2 separate regions of the Oryctolagus cuniculus genome follow, and region 2 is linked to region 1. A link is a contact called in public Hi-C data. All regions are on one chromosome and are shown on one strand. The core of a region is the stretch at or near the end of the contact, and the rest is flanking DNA. Distances in the headings are between cores, read along the strand shown. Region 1 holds the start of PAG1 (phosphoprotein membrane anchor with glycosphingolipid microdomains 1). Region 2 has its middle 35 kb from the start of FABP5.

Region 1 (7,591 bases), core at 1,914-4,413:
GCAGGTGGCAGTGGGGACGTGAGTGATGTGGACAACCAGAGGCAGGAATGGGGTGGGAAAAAGCATTAAGGGAGGCGTGGTACTAAAGGGCCCCAGACAGCAGGGTTGGGTTGGGTGCTTGTGTATATGCAGACAGGGAGTGAAGGAAAACCATGGGGTCTCCAGGAGGAACAGGGGGTCCTGACAACTTCCTGCCTGCTTGGGCTAGAAGAACCCTGTGAGTTTCTAGGTCAGGCAGGGTGGTCCTGCATGAGCTCAGACCATGGCTATATGTCTGATGCCTGATCTCACGGCACCCATTTCACTCCTCTGTGCTTCTTTTTCTGGATTCTTCCCCCATCCAGTTTTTGCTTGACCCCGCGAACTAAAGTCCTGAAGAGGACGCACCTTCTGTTTCTAGCAAGACCATGGGGCTCAGGCAGGACTCTATGACTCAGCCTGGCAAACATGAGGGTGCAGGCATCCTCAGCTGCTGGCATTGCTCAGCCACTGATGGGCATGACCCTGAGTTAAAGGACAAGGCTGGATGGGGACAGTCTTAGGCTGCTGCTCACATTGGTGGAGCCCTGGGGATCATCAGGACCCCTAAGATACTGAGGGCTGGGGAAAGTCCAGCAAGGGTAGGCTCTCTTGAGGGTGGTGTGGGTCCAGGGCCTGGTTAGCTTGATGACTAACTGTGTTCTCCCATGATTCACATGTCAAGGTCCTCGGTCCCAGGGCCTCAGGACATGACCTTATTTGGAATTGGCGTCACTGCAGAATGAACATGAGGTCATACTAGAGTCAATGGGTCCTTGTCCCATACATCAGGTATGTTTATAGAAAGCAGAAACTTGATGTAGATATGGAGAGAAGATGATGAAGAAGACAGAGGGAGAACACCACATGATGATGAAGGCAAAGCTGGAGATGACCCACTTACAAACCAAAGGATGACAAAGCTGGCTGGTGAGCCCTCACCGGCCAGGAGCAAGGCTTGTGGAAGACTCACTCTGAAAGTCCCCCAGAAGGAACCAACTCTGCCACCATCTTGGTTCTGGACTTCTGGCCTCCAGAACTGAGAGATGACACACTGGTTATGTAGGCCACTTAGTCTGTGTGTCTCTGTTGGGACGGGCCCAGCAGACTCATGCAGTAGCTGGAGCTGGGCTGAGGCAAAGCATTCACGCCGTAGGATAGGGTAGAACCACCAAGGATCTTTCTGGAAGCAGCACAATTGCCTCCACTTCAGAAACTCCCCTAGCAAGCCTGTGTAACTGCACAGGCCTCTCGCCATGGCGAGTATAAACCTACCCACAGAGAGTGCAGCCATGGCCAGTGCCAGCTGAGTTGTGCTCCAGGTTCCATTTGGGTCATAAGCACGTGGGAACACACCTGGCTAAGTAGCTGATGTTTTAAAGTATACATATGGGCAGACGTGCACATGTGTGCATGTATACACACACACAAACACACACACACGGACTCACCACGTTCATCAGGTTCTCATGGTCTCCACTGTGTTGTCTCGGCTTCTTTTCTCTGAAACAGAAAATAAAACGTTCTAATGTCAAATGTTTCCCCCTAAATCAACTTACACTACCTGTTCCCATCCCAATTCTTATCAACATTTAAGTCTTGATTGTGAAAGGGCCAGCTGAGGCAGAGTTCTGAGTGGAAATGGGTTATGCCTGGGACCCTGGAAGGAGTACCCCACTTTACTTGGAAAACCCAGTGTTCTCATCTACTCCCTGAGAATCTTTGCAGAGTCACACTGCAATGGAATGGAGAAACTAAAGAAAATATGAATTTTGGCACATCAGGAAGTACATGCTCTCGGGATGGGTTCTATCCACTTCCAGTCTCTGGAAAAGTCTGAGGACTACAAATAGAATTTGTTTTCACTCAGGACGGTCTAAAGAAAGCCGTCAGTTGTAGAGAAGCCATTTCCCATCTTGTATAAAGTGAGAGTGACACCTAGTGGTAGACTTAGTAATACAGAGGCCGGCCCTCACACCTTGTGGCCTCTATTACCTGGCCAGTCTTCTTAGGATCAGAGGGTCTGGCTTTTCCTCTGCTAACAGATTCTAGAGTAGGACGCCATATAAGACTTTTAAGTGACACTGTGACACTCTTTCAGTTTCTGCTGAGGTTGACAAGAAAGTCTGGAATAGGGCTGGCCAGCCATTGTCTGGTCTAGGCTGGCTCCCAGCAGAATCTCTTACCCCAGCAAGCTGAATGCCTGTGGGTTTTTTTTTTTTTAAGTTATTTTATTAATCTGAAAGGCAGTGTGTGTGTGTGTGTGTGTGTGTGTGTGTGTATGGGGGGGGGGAGAGAAAGTGTCTTCCATTTGCAACTTCACTCATCAAATACATGCAACAACTGGGGCTGAGCTAGGCTAAAGCCAGGAGTTTGGACCTCATTCCAGGTCCCCTGTGTGCTGACAGGTCTTGGTAAACTTGATAAACTTTCCTTCTTTCTGGGTAAAGATCTCCTTTGTGGGTGGCGACATTTTACAAAAGACAGAGGAGAGGCCGAGGTACGATTCTACAGAAAGACACTGATGACTATTTCATGTCTCTCTTCAAGGATAATGGATGTGTCCTCAAGAAAGCCAAGCTCTACATTACAAATCTTCAGTAATCAATGAGCCTTCCAGAGCTACATCACAACAAGAACTTCTCAAGCAGTGGCAAAAAGGTGTAGTGTACCTCACACTTAGAGTTCAAGTGACAGTAGGTGGAAAAAGACAATGTACATTTTGATAAGGAAAGTGCTTAAAACATCAGGAAGAATTTCATTCTGGGGCACTTCAATGACAAGGGCTCTTCCAGTTGCTGTCCAACAGAATCAAATATGGGCTTTCATTCAATGAACAAAGACTGTCCTGGGACCCTTTGCAGCACGGAGATGTAAGTTAACCTTAACACGTGAGTGTCTGTGAACATCTATGCAGTGCGGTTCTATTCAGACCAGGTTTTCTATCTAAGGCCTCTCCTGCCTATGGTGACACGCTATTTTCAGGTTCTAGTATACGTGCGGTGGTTCTCACCTGTCACAAGTTGAGCACAGAAAGATGAGGAAGCTGATGAGGAAGAAGGTGGCGACAGCGGCCAGAGTTCCCCACAGGATGATCTGTGTCTGTCCACCACTCAGCAGGCTCTCCACGGGTCCCATGGTGGGAGTCAAAATGACACAAACAGGTGGATTCCGTCAGTCCTTCAAAGGTGGCCTCATAGGAGGCAGTGGGCTGTGTCCTCCTGTAGAGAAACCAATGCAGTTGAAAACTACTTCTTGTGTAAAGTTCCAGAATCTTGTTCAGGTTGGGCATCCCTATTCTGAAAATCTGAAATCCCAAATCTGAAACCATCTGGGCACTGACACCACAAGATAACAATTCCACCTCTGACCTCATAGGAGAGGTCATGGCCAGAACAGGCACACTAAGAATATCATACAAAATTATCTTCAGGCTCTGTGTGGAAGGTGCATATGAAACATTGGTGAATTTCCTGTTTAGTCTTGGGTCACTTCCCAGGACATCCCACTATGTATATGCAAATACTTGAAAGTCTGAAAAACATCCCAATGCAAACACATCTGGTCCCATGGATTTTTGGTAAGGGAGCTTCAACCTATAATGAGGCTCCTGTCAAAAGCAAGGCCTGGGAGCAATGTTAGGGAGGTGCTGTAGCAATGAAGAGAGGCTGGAGTGGTTTTTTTTTTTTTTTTTTTTTTTTTTTTTATTTGACAGGTAGAGTTAGACATTGAGACAGAGAGAGACAGAGAGAAAGGTCTTCCTTCCGTTGGTTCACCCCACAAATGGCCGCTACGGCCGGAACCATGCTGATCCGAAGCCTGGAGCCCGGTGCTTCCTCCTGGTTTCCTACGCGGGTGCAGGGCCCAAGCACCTGGGCCATCCTCCACTGCCCTCCCAGGCCACAGCAGAGAGCTGGACTGGAAGAGGAGCAACCGGGACTAGAACCCGGCGCCCCTATGGGATGCCGGTGCCACAGGCGGAGGATTAACCAAGTGAGTCATCTGAGTATAGGAGGCCCAAAGGATCCCCAAGTAGACACAACCAGAAAACAGCCTCAGGGAGACACATAATGTTCAAACTCTCCAAAGCACAATAAGAGAGACAATTCTAAAATTTGTGTGAGAAAAGCACCAGATCACTTTTAATAGACAGCCCAATAACAGGTTTTTCATAAGAAACCCTACAGGGGAGAGAGAATGGAATGAAAACCTCCAAGTTCTGAAAGGAAATAATTGCCAACAAGGAATCTTTTATCTAGTGAAGTCATTTTCCTAAATGAAGAAGAAAGACTTTGCAAGACAAGCTAAAGCTGAGTGCCTTCATCACTACTAGTCCAGCCTTACAAAAGATGCTGAAGGTAGCCTTACGTAATGAGTAATGAGACTGAGTCACTGATCAAAAGTCTCCCCACAAAGAAAAAGCCCAGGACCAGATGGCTTTACTGCTGAATTCTACCAAACTGTTAGGAAGAACTAATAGCAGTTCTTCTCAAACTATTCCAAAAAATTTAAAAAGAGGATATCCTTTCAAATTCATTCTAAGAGGCCAGCTTTGCTGTGATTCCAAAACCAGGCAAGATTACCACAAAAAAATTATAGCCCAGTATCCACCATGAACACAGATGCAAAAATTCTCAACAAAATACTCGTAAATCAAATCCAACACAACACATCAAAAAGGTCATGCATCATGGTCAAGTGAGATTTACCTCAGGAACACAGCAATGGTTCAACATGCAAAGCGATAAGCCTAAGACATCACAGCAAAAGAACGAAGGATAAAAATCATAACTGCAGGTTAAAATGCTGCTTGTGATGCCTGCATCCCACACTGGATGACTCGTTCAAGTCCCAGATACCCTGCCTCTGATTCAGCTTCCTGCTAATGCATAGCCCGGGAGGCAGCAAGTAGACAAGTATGTCCAATCTCACTGCTCTTCTCTTCAAGTTTTATGCAGTGCTATTAGGCAAAAGCAAGAGATAAAATGAATACAAATAGGAAAAGATAAAGTCAAATTATTCTTGTTTGCAGATCAGAGGATGCTACATATAGAGAAACCTAAAGACTCTGCTAAGGGACTATTAGAACATATAAACAAATTCAGTTACCTCACAGCATAGAAAAGCAGCATACAAAAATCAGTAGCATTTTTCTATACCAATAACAAAGGCACCGAGAAAGAGATTTTTTTTTTAAATTTTTGACAGGCAGAGTGGACAGTGAGAGAGAGAGAGACAGAGAGAAAGGTCTTCCTTTTGCTGTTGGTTCACCCTCCAATGGTCGCCGCGGCCGGCGCGCTGCGGCCCGCATCGCGCTGATCTGTAGCCAGGAGCCAGGTGCTTTTCCTGCTCTCCCATGGGGTGCAGGGCCCAAGCACTTGGGCCATCCTCCACTGCCTTCCCGGGCCACAGCAGAGAGCTGGCCTGGAAGAGGGGCAACCGGGACAGAATCCGGCGCCGCAAGGCGGAGGATTAGCCTATTGAGCCACGGCGCTGGCTGAGAAAGAGATTTTAAGAGCAATCCTATTCACAATAGCAATAACAACAAAAATACAATGGAAAAAATTTTACCAAGGATGTGAAGAACTTCTAAATGAAAATTACAAAACACCGATAAAAGAAACTGAAGTTAAATACAAAGTTCCACATTCAGGGAAGAATTAGTATTATTAGAATGTCCATATTACCCAGAGTGATTTACAGATTCAATGTAATTCTCATCAAAATACCAATGACATTCTTCACATCACTAGAGAAAGCAATCCTATAATTCATACAGAAGCACAAAAGACTGACTAACCAAAGCAATAAAGAACAAAAAGAACAAAGCTGGAAGCATCACAATACTGGTTCTGAAAACATTACTACAAACTCTTGGTACTGGCATAAAAACAGGCCAGCAGAACAGAATAGAGAACTCCGAAATTAATCCATACTTCTATAGGCAACTAATACTTGACAAACATACCACAAACATACACTGGAAAAGGGGCCGACTCGTCAATAAATGGTGATGGGAAAGTGGCTATCCACATGCAGTGGATTGATCCGGGACCCCTATTTCTCACCCCACACAAAAATCAACTCAAAATGGATCAAAGATCTAAATATTAGACCTGAAACCACGGAACTAGTAGAAGAATATGTAGGGGAAATAGTTTAAGGCACTGGCATAGGCAACGATGTTTTGGGTAAGATCCCAAAAGCAATAAAGGCAAAAGCAGACAAATGGGATCATATTAAACCGAGACGCTCCTGCAAAGCAAAAGAAAAAATCAACAGTGAAGACACAACTGACAGAAAGGGATAAAATATTTAGAAACTATGGCTTTGATAAGGAATTAATATACAGAATATATAAGTAGTTAAAAAAAACCCTCAAAAATGACAAAAAAAAAATCCAGTTAAGAAGTGGCTAAAGGATTTGAATAGACATTTTTCAGAAGAAGAAATACAAAAGGTCAACAAATACATGAAGACATATTCAATACTACTAGCCACTGGGGAAAATGCAAATTAAAACCACAATGAAGTACCCTCTCATTCTAATTACAATGGCTAGGATCAAAACGGCTAAAAAAAATACTGGAGAGGATGTGAAGAAAAAAGAACTCTTACACATCATTGGTGGGGATACAGAGCAGTATATCCACTATCGAGAAAGGGCAGAATTCTTCAAAACACTATAAATGGACTGACATAGGATGCAGCTATCCCACTTCTGGATTTATATCCAAAGGAAATGAAGTCAGTGTATGAAAGAGACACCTGCACTGTATGTTCACCGCAATGCTATTCACAACAGCCAAGATACAGATTCCACCTAAGTACCACCAGTGGATGAATGGATACAGAAAAGAGGCAGACATACATACATGGGGCATTCTTTAGCCATATAAACAATAAATTCTGTCATATGCACACAGTGGATGGATCTAGAGATCACTATGCTAAGTGAAATAAACCAGACACAGAAAGACAAACACTGTGTGTTCTTTCTGACATGTGGAAGCTAAAGAAAAGTTGATCTGAACTTAGAATAGAGACTGCTATGGGCTGGGAAAAGGGGGGTGATGGCATGGTGGACAGCAAAAGATTGGGTCTAGGTACTAAAACACAGTCAGATAGAAGTACCAAGTTCTAGGGTCCCACAGCACAGTGGGATGACTACAGTGAACAATACTGCATTTTATCATTGGAAGAGAGGAGCTAGTAGGGTCCAAATACAATGAATAGATAAGGCAATGAGAAGGCTGGTTACCAGCACTGATTGGTTTATGCTGTGTATGTGTGTTGAAATACAGCACCATGCAACATGAAAATGTACAGGTTTACATGTTAATCAAAAATTTAAAAATCATAACAAAATAAATGGAAAAAGGGTAACAATTATCTGCTATTATGGAGGCCTTGTTTGAAGAAAAAATTTAAAAACTGTTTATTTACTTATTTTCATCTGCTGGTTCAGTCCCCAAATGCCCTCGACAGCCAGGGCTGGATCAGGCTGAAGTCAGGAGCCAGGAACTGCATTTGGGTCTCCCATGTGGATGGCAGGGTCTCAATGACTTGAGCC
Region 2 (7,591 bases), core at 2,463-4,962, 290 kb after region 1:
CTGACAGGTGTGGAAGATGTAAGTCAACCCAGGGTAGACATGTGGTGCTCATCAGCCAGACCTTCTCTGGGGTAAGGGCCTCTTTCAATCGCCAGAAGTTTTCACTCCCCAAAACAAGATGGACCGCTCATTGTAGCAGGTAGAGGGACGGCCTTGGGAACCTGAGGTGTCTTCAACGAAGTAAGCCAGGATGAGATCACGCCTGCCCCTCCATCAAGGAAGTGACGTGGGCTCTTCGCTTTTCTTTCCTTCAATTACACATTTTCAAATACGTAGGGAGTTATCTCAATTACACGTTTGTGATTCTCACGCAGAGCGGATAAGTAGAGAAGGAAGAATATTATTCCAATCGCAATCTGCTAAATTTGAAGGGAAACACTTTGTGTAACTGTGGCTAAATCCCATAGCCTTCTGCGATTTGACCACGCCCAGTTCCAACCCTCTCCAATCTGGGCTGGTTCTGCCACCTAGTGACTGCCTTGTTGAACAACACAGGTGGAGCATACCTAGTTTGCCCTGTTGAAGCCTCGAGAATTAATTATAATTTAATGTCACGTGATTAGATTTGCGCTTCTTGTCCTCTCATTCCTACCATTTGTGTGACCTTGAGGACATTACGAATATTTCCATGATTCAGTTTATTTATCTGTAGAATGGGGATAAGTATCTGCTTTCTATGGTTTCTATGAGGCTCACTTGGGATAATGTATGAAGAACGCTTAGCAGAGTACCTTGCACAGTTAAAACCTGAAAAAAGAATCGCTGCTGGCCGGTGCCGCGGCTCACTAGGCTAATCCTCCGCCTAGCGGCGCCGGCACACCGGGTTCTGGTTCTGTTCCCGGTCGGGGTACCGGATTCTGTCCCTGTTGCCCCTCTTCCAGGCCAGCCCTCTGCTGTGGCCCGGGAGTGCAGTGGGGGATGGCCCAGGTTCTTGGGCCCTGCGCCCGCACGGGAGACCAGGAGAAGCACCTAGCTCCTGGCAGCGCCGGCCATAGCTGCCATTTGGGGAGTGAACCAACGGGAGGAAGACCTTTCTCTCTGTCTCTCTCTCTCTCTCACTGTCTAACTCTGCCTATTAAAAAAAAAAAAAAAAAAAAAAAAAAAGATTAGATGTTGCTGTACTTATAACTGTGCAAGTTCAGAGCTGAGCAAAATAGGCCAAAGCTTGGGAAATCAAGTGATGGATGTGAGTATTTCAGAAAAAATTTAGTCTGTAATATATAAAGTTTGGAAGAAGATCAAGTTTATTTAGGCTTTCCATGTGCACTGCCAACAAATGCATTATTGCAATTACACTTGTCTCACTCCAAGTCTTTCTCCACTTCGTATTGAGTGTTCCCATCACAGCAGACAACTCATACTCCGTGTGCATTTTAATGACTTTCTTCATCTTTTTGGAATTTCTCTCTCACATTTTTACACTTCACAATCTTTAACTCCCAGTGTGAATGTCAGCTTCCTATACAAACTCCTTTAGTGTCAACAAGTGGGGATTAATCCTGTGTAGCCCTTGACTCTCTTTTTCTATTAGAGAGCGTTTGACGCAGACAGGCAGGACAGGAGCTACTGAAACCGTCGATAGCGCCGTCACTCAGCTCGAGCCTGAAGTGCCTGCCAGGAGGCTTTGTGTGTGATCTTTGTGTCTTCCTGCCTCTACCCAATGCCCAACACAAAGACCTCACGTACTACATGTTTCATCAGGGCTTGCCGAATGGAAGTGAAAGCTTGGCAAATATCTCAGTGCAACTTTTTACGAAGGTTGAGTGATTCAAAGGGCTATAACGTACATAGGACTAAACTTGACCTAGTGTTTTCAGATGGCAGATTTGGTCCATGATGATGTGCTACAGGTTTTAAAAACCAAGAAGTGTTTTTATAATAATAAGTAATCTATAGTAATATGATTTCATTTAAGATATTTAGAAATTACTAAAAAAATAAAAAATCATAGCTCCATTATTCACATCTTATTAATATTTGATGTACTTTTTCAAGATTTTCTATGCTTTGTTAGCATTCTGCACTGTGATGATTGTCTATTTGCACTCATATATTTTCATTTTAAAATTTAATATATTGTTACTGTTTTCCCATTATACGATGTGTACTTTTAGAACATAATTCTAAAAAGCAGAATCCCACTGAGTCAATGTACACTTAACATGATTATGTTTTAGGCATTCGGCTGTTCCGTATAACAACACAGAATAAATCTTAGGGCATAAAAGTTTTCCTTTCTGGAGAATTAATTTGCTTTCATGAGTCCCAGCAGTATAATTCCTGCTGCCTTTCTTATAGCAAGCACTGATGATGACCTGGAAATTGAATATTGTAATAAGCACAGTCTCCTGCCAAATGGAAGTTACACAGAAAACATTTTTGACATACGATGGCTCCAGCTCACCAGGAGGAACCCTGACTACTCAGAAGTTATTGTAGACGTGAAGAAAGGCTTTGGAAGATTAAGCTGAGTAGGCAGAGAAGGCGTGCTGTTTCCCAAACTATTCTTCGATATTAAATTGTTAATTTGATTTCTGTGTGTGTGTGTGTGTTGTCATTTCATTTTAAAAGTGAAATATGTGGGATGGGTGTTCAGCCTTGCAGTTGAGATGTCTGCATCCTAGTCCCATGTTGGTGAGCCTGAGTTTGACACTTGAACTTGACTCCTATTCCTGCTTCCTACTTCCTGCTAAGGCAGAGGCCCCCCAACCCCCTGGCCCATACCTTGCTCTCTCCCTCTCTCAGCTGCTCACATTTTTTAGAAAAGTGAAATACTCAGATTCAATGTATTTTACCATTGTATCTTTCTTCCACAAAGACTGATTCTTTGGTTCACACATTTAGTCACTTATCCATTTATTCCATTGTTTTACAGATATTCATGCACAGCTACTCTATGCCAGGCACTTCTAGCAGGTATTAGTTAACCCAGAGATTAACACAACACATTGTTAAAATGATTTCATAGCTTAATGAGGAAAGAACAAATAAACACTGCTGATGCCATGCAAAACAAAACTTACTTCAATAGAAATAAAGATGTTATGGTTTTGGGGACACAATGAGGGAATTAGTTCTGTTTGAGGTGACTAAGAAGGCTGCACAGAGGAGTTTATGTTTGAGTCTTAGACGACGGTAGGAATTTGATGGATGGATTTCAGGAGAATTCAACTACTAGTGAGTAATATATTCACGGGCACGAAGAGGGTCAGCAGCCATGGGGAAATTGAGAAACCCTTGTGGCGGAAGGAATGGCTTTCTTGGAAGACAAGAACAGGAAGTCATGCTGGAAAGAATGAGACTGGATGATGACCAGATGTTTCTGTATTCTAGACCAAAAAGTATATATTTTATATGAAAACCTCTCAGGATTTGTTGAAAGTTTTTAATTTTAATTTTTGTTTTTAGCAAGGGAATGACACCAAAATGACAACATTCAGTCATACAGGCTGATGTGTTTCCTATGCATTTTACATGGGAAGTTTTCATGACCACACTATGAGACTAGAGCTGTTTTCTTCAATAAGGTGGAAGAGGAAGGTGAGATTTGAAGAAGTTGAACCAGACCTACACACCTGAGCACTGTTGACTGCACAGCCCAAGCTGTCCACCACTATCATCTACTGACCCCAGAATAATATTTCAGGGAGTCTGCAAAGAGCTGGTTTTCAGTGGAGGGAGAGAGAGCAATCAGAGAGCCAGAGAAGCCATCGCCTGAGTATAGGGCACAGTGCTGAGGACCAGAAGCAGGGAGGACGGTGGCTGAGTGGTTATGGCAGTGACAGCTGCCAAGACATGGACAAACAGGAAATCACTGCAACTCTGGAAAAATAGGTGGATTCACCAAATAAACTAAAAATTTCCCCATGTGTGACACCAGGCCTTTAGTGACTGTCTATCAAAATATCCTTGAGGAAAGTTAGCCACCCTGATTGGTCCTTGATAGTGACATTCCTGCTAAAAATGTGGCATAATGTTTAACTATAAGATTGCTCTTGGTATACAGAAATGACGTTCAAGGAAAATTGCTTATTGTGCCGTCTCTGGCTAGACTCTGAGACACACAAAGATGGATAGGACTCTCTTCTCTCACAATGCTCCTAATCAAGAAGGGCCAATAAAGGGTTGGTGCTGTGGCACACCCTGGCCTGAAGTGCCGGCATCCCATATAGGTGCTGGTTCAAACCCCGGCTGCTCCACTTCCGATCCAGCTTTCTGCTATGGCCTGGGAAAGCAGTAGAAGATGGCTCAAGTCCTTGGGCCCCTGTACCCATGTGGGAGACTCAGAGGAAGCTCCTGGCTCCTGGCTTTGGATTGGCACAGCACCGGCAGTTGTAGCCAACTGGGGAGTGAACCATGGGATGGAAGACCTCTTTCTGTCTCTCTACCTCTTCTCTCTCTGTGTAATTTTGACTTTTAAATAAATAAATAAATCTTTTTTAAAAAAAGAAGGGCCAGCAAGGCCAGTAAAAATGGGCATGACACTGACAAGACACACCCTGCCTCCGAGGTCCTGGGCATCCTAACCGTGGGGAGGGTGAGTCCAACTGTGGTGCACGAGCAAAGACCTGGGTGGCTTTGCGGCAGAAGTTTGCATTTCAGCTGAACAAGAAGAGTTTTGAGGGGAGAGGGTGCTGGATTCACATAGGATGAAGATCACTGGGGAAGTTGAGGAGGGCAAGTGTGGGTGCTGTGGAGAAAAGCTGGGCATGATTCAGTGTGGTGGGAGCAGGAGACACTTCTACCTGGGGAACAGGATCCCGAGCAGGCAATTAAAATTACAGAGCAGGGCAAGATGACTGGCGCTGATTTTTTTTTGAAAAGTAACTTACAATGATAGTGAAAGTGAATTCTTTAGATGGAGGAGAATTTTTTTAATTGAGAATCATCAGGGTCATACATTATTCTGGATCTTCACATCTTAACCATCCATACAACCTTTTTTTTTTGTTGTTGCTTGTTTGTTCCATTTTTTAAAAATATTTTATTTGAAAGGCAGAATTACAGAGAGGCAGAGGAAGAGAGAAAAAGAGAGAGAGAGACAGAGACAGAGAGAGAGGTCTTCCATCACTGGTTCACTCCCCAAATGGCCGCACTGACTGGATCTGTGCCAATCCAAAGCCAGGAGCCAGGAGTTTCTTCCAGATCTCCCATGTGGGTACAGGGGCTCAAGGACTTGGGCCATCTTTCACTGCTTTCCCAGGCCATAGCAGAGAACTGGATCAGAAGTGGAGGCACCAGGACTCCGAACCAGCGCCTACATAGGATGTCAGCACTGCAGGCGGCGGCTTTATCTGCTACACCCCAGCACCGGCCCCCATCCATAGAACCTTGATGGTGGGCTGCTGGCACAGTGTAGTTATCCAGGAAGTATTTATGGAATAAACGAATGATTCCTGTCCTTCCCTTAATATGTAGAACGGAGAGGGAGGCTTGCTTTTAAATAAGCATGCCTCTTCCAGAGAGGCAGTCTGAAATAACTGCTAAGAGTAAATGCTGCAGTCAGAAATACTTTCATGCCTATACTTGGGCCGAATTACCAAGCCTCTCTCTTTGGCACTCATTTCCTCATTTTTAATGAGAGCAAAATTAGAATCTACTTAATAAGGTTGTGACATTTCACAAGTGTGGCGTGGAAAGCACTCCACTAACACTGGCTGTCATCCTGGAGATGTGAGAATTCCAGTCTCGTACCCAGAGCAGTTTTCCTAAGCTTCTGGCTCCAGGAGGCCTCTGGAGAGACTGTTCTACCTTCGTTGCACATCTATCCCCCTGCCTTTTAATTTTACTCTTAGCAATGCACAAGCCAAAGAATCATCAATCTAGACAGCACCTCTTTTCCTTGTGCTAACTGATTTAAACCTCTTTCTTACAGCAGGCTTCAGCGGGCATGCTTGCTAGCCGCCGGCAGGACAGCATCAGGCCTGGCAGCATGCTGCCCAAACCATCTGGTCCTTTACCATGAGCCATATGGAACTGAGCCCCCACTTCTTGGGCAAAGCTTAACTCTTTTCTTCTATAGGTTGTCTGTGTGACTGTACTTGCCCATACCATGGAATCAAGCATGGATACAATAACAGTTTCTTTATCTTCCATCCTTGCAAGGAGAGTCAATGACTTAAATTTTATTAGGTGGACTGGAGATCATGCCTCTTAGTCATGTTAAGTAATGATCAAAAAATCCACATCAAGCCCTATGACATCTGCAAACACAAGATAATCCAGAAATCACAGTCTTATAATTCTTTCTCCAATTGTCTACAAAGGGAATAATATTACATTTTCTTTCCTTCTTTCCTCTGATACTTTAAGCTGCAATTATCTTCTGCCAAGCATGGAACAGCAGGTACAGCCATGCTGAAATGATTAGCTCTTAACCAGTGCAGGTTATTAGCTGTGTAGAAAATGAGATGCAAAGTTCCAAGATACAGGTTGGCTCCTGCGGTGATAGTCTCAGGGAGCTTTACAAACATCAGGATGATTTCAAGCTCTCCTTGAAATCTATTGCAAAAATGCTAATTTTGTAAAAGTAGGAGTTTAGGTGAAATCTTCTTGAAAAATAACTTTTGAGAAATTTGTCTAAATCAGTAAGGGTGTAGGTTGCTTATTCAAAGATATCAATGATTTAGAGATTTTTAACAATGGAACAGATGTGAGAGAACGCTGTGTTAGCTGATTTGCAACAAAACCACGAAGTAAAAAGAGGGGCTCTTCAGCTGACTTACTGCCTTCTCCACACTGCTCCACTTTTGTTCCCACTATGGCCTCAAGTCGCTTATAAAGCACATTTTTGTTCATCACAAGAAAATTATATTAAGATCAAACACATTGCTAGAAATTAATTTTAAAATGTCAGGCCCTTAAGATAAAAAATTAACACACTTTACAAAAACATCCCAGAGGAAGAAATAAACAATTAATCTTTATTCTCACTAAGCGATCATTTCCATTTTCCATTCCTTTTCTTGGATAAGGATTTTGTTTCCATAAAACACAAAACATGTTTCGCTCCCATTTTTTTTCCCAGAGCGTTATCAACATACTGCATTTAATTCTTGTTAGCCTTTTCTCTTCCATAGCACTTAACATATATTGTCATATAATGTTGCTATTTGGGTCCAACTTAATGAGTTCAGATCAAAAATTCAATTAATTCTGTCTTGTGCTTCATATGCCCTGTTGTAAGCACAATGCCTGGACCTTCTAGGTATAGAATAAAATAATTTGTGCTGAATGATGTTATAAAGCACATAATTTTCTACAAAACAGACCTCTTTGCAGGAACTCTGGAGTTATTATGGCTAACATACTTAGATCTCACATTTGAGGTCAAAAGATGGTCTTTTTTTTTTTAATTAAAATTTATTTAAAAGGTAGAGTTAGAGAGAGAGAGCGAGCAAGCTCCCATTTTCTGGTTCACTTCCCAAATGGCAGTAATGGCCAAGGCTGGGCCAGGCTAAAACCAGGAACCCAGAACTCCATCCTGGTCTCCCACATGAGTGGCAGGGGCCCAAGCACTAAGGCCATCCTCTGCTGCCTTCCCAGGCACATTAGCAGGGAGCTAGATTGGAAGTGGAGCAGCCAGGTCTTG

The links. Hi-C and Micro-C count contacts between places; a contact is called where the count stands out from the background.
Region 2: a Hi-C map of liver shows a contact between it and region 1, with 7 times the contacts expected there. The contact joins the enhancer-like site here to the promoter of PAG1 in region 1. A contact is called at or near these places in 5 of 6 Hi-C or Micro-C datasets (ear pinna, liver, psoas muscle and 2 more).

The regions. Positions count from the first base shown.
Region 1 is chr6:106,489,894-106,497,484 of mOryCun1.1, forward strand. It overlaps PAG1 (phosphoprotein membrane anchor with glycosphingolipid microdomains 1), which reads right to left and starts at 3,164. Exons shown (of 6, transcript XM_002710654.5): 1 at 3,032-3,164; 2 at 1,470-1,521. The coding sequence starts at 3,156.
Region 2 is chr6:106,778,644-106,786,234 of mOryCun1.1, forward strand. No RefSeq gene overlaps it. Among named protein-coding and RNA genes, the nearest start is that of FABP5, 35 kb to the right of the region's middle. Within about 2 kb of position 3,713, at least 1 of the 8 cell types and tissues checked has an H3K27ac peak or open chromatin away from gene starts, as enhancers often do.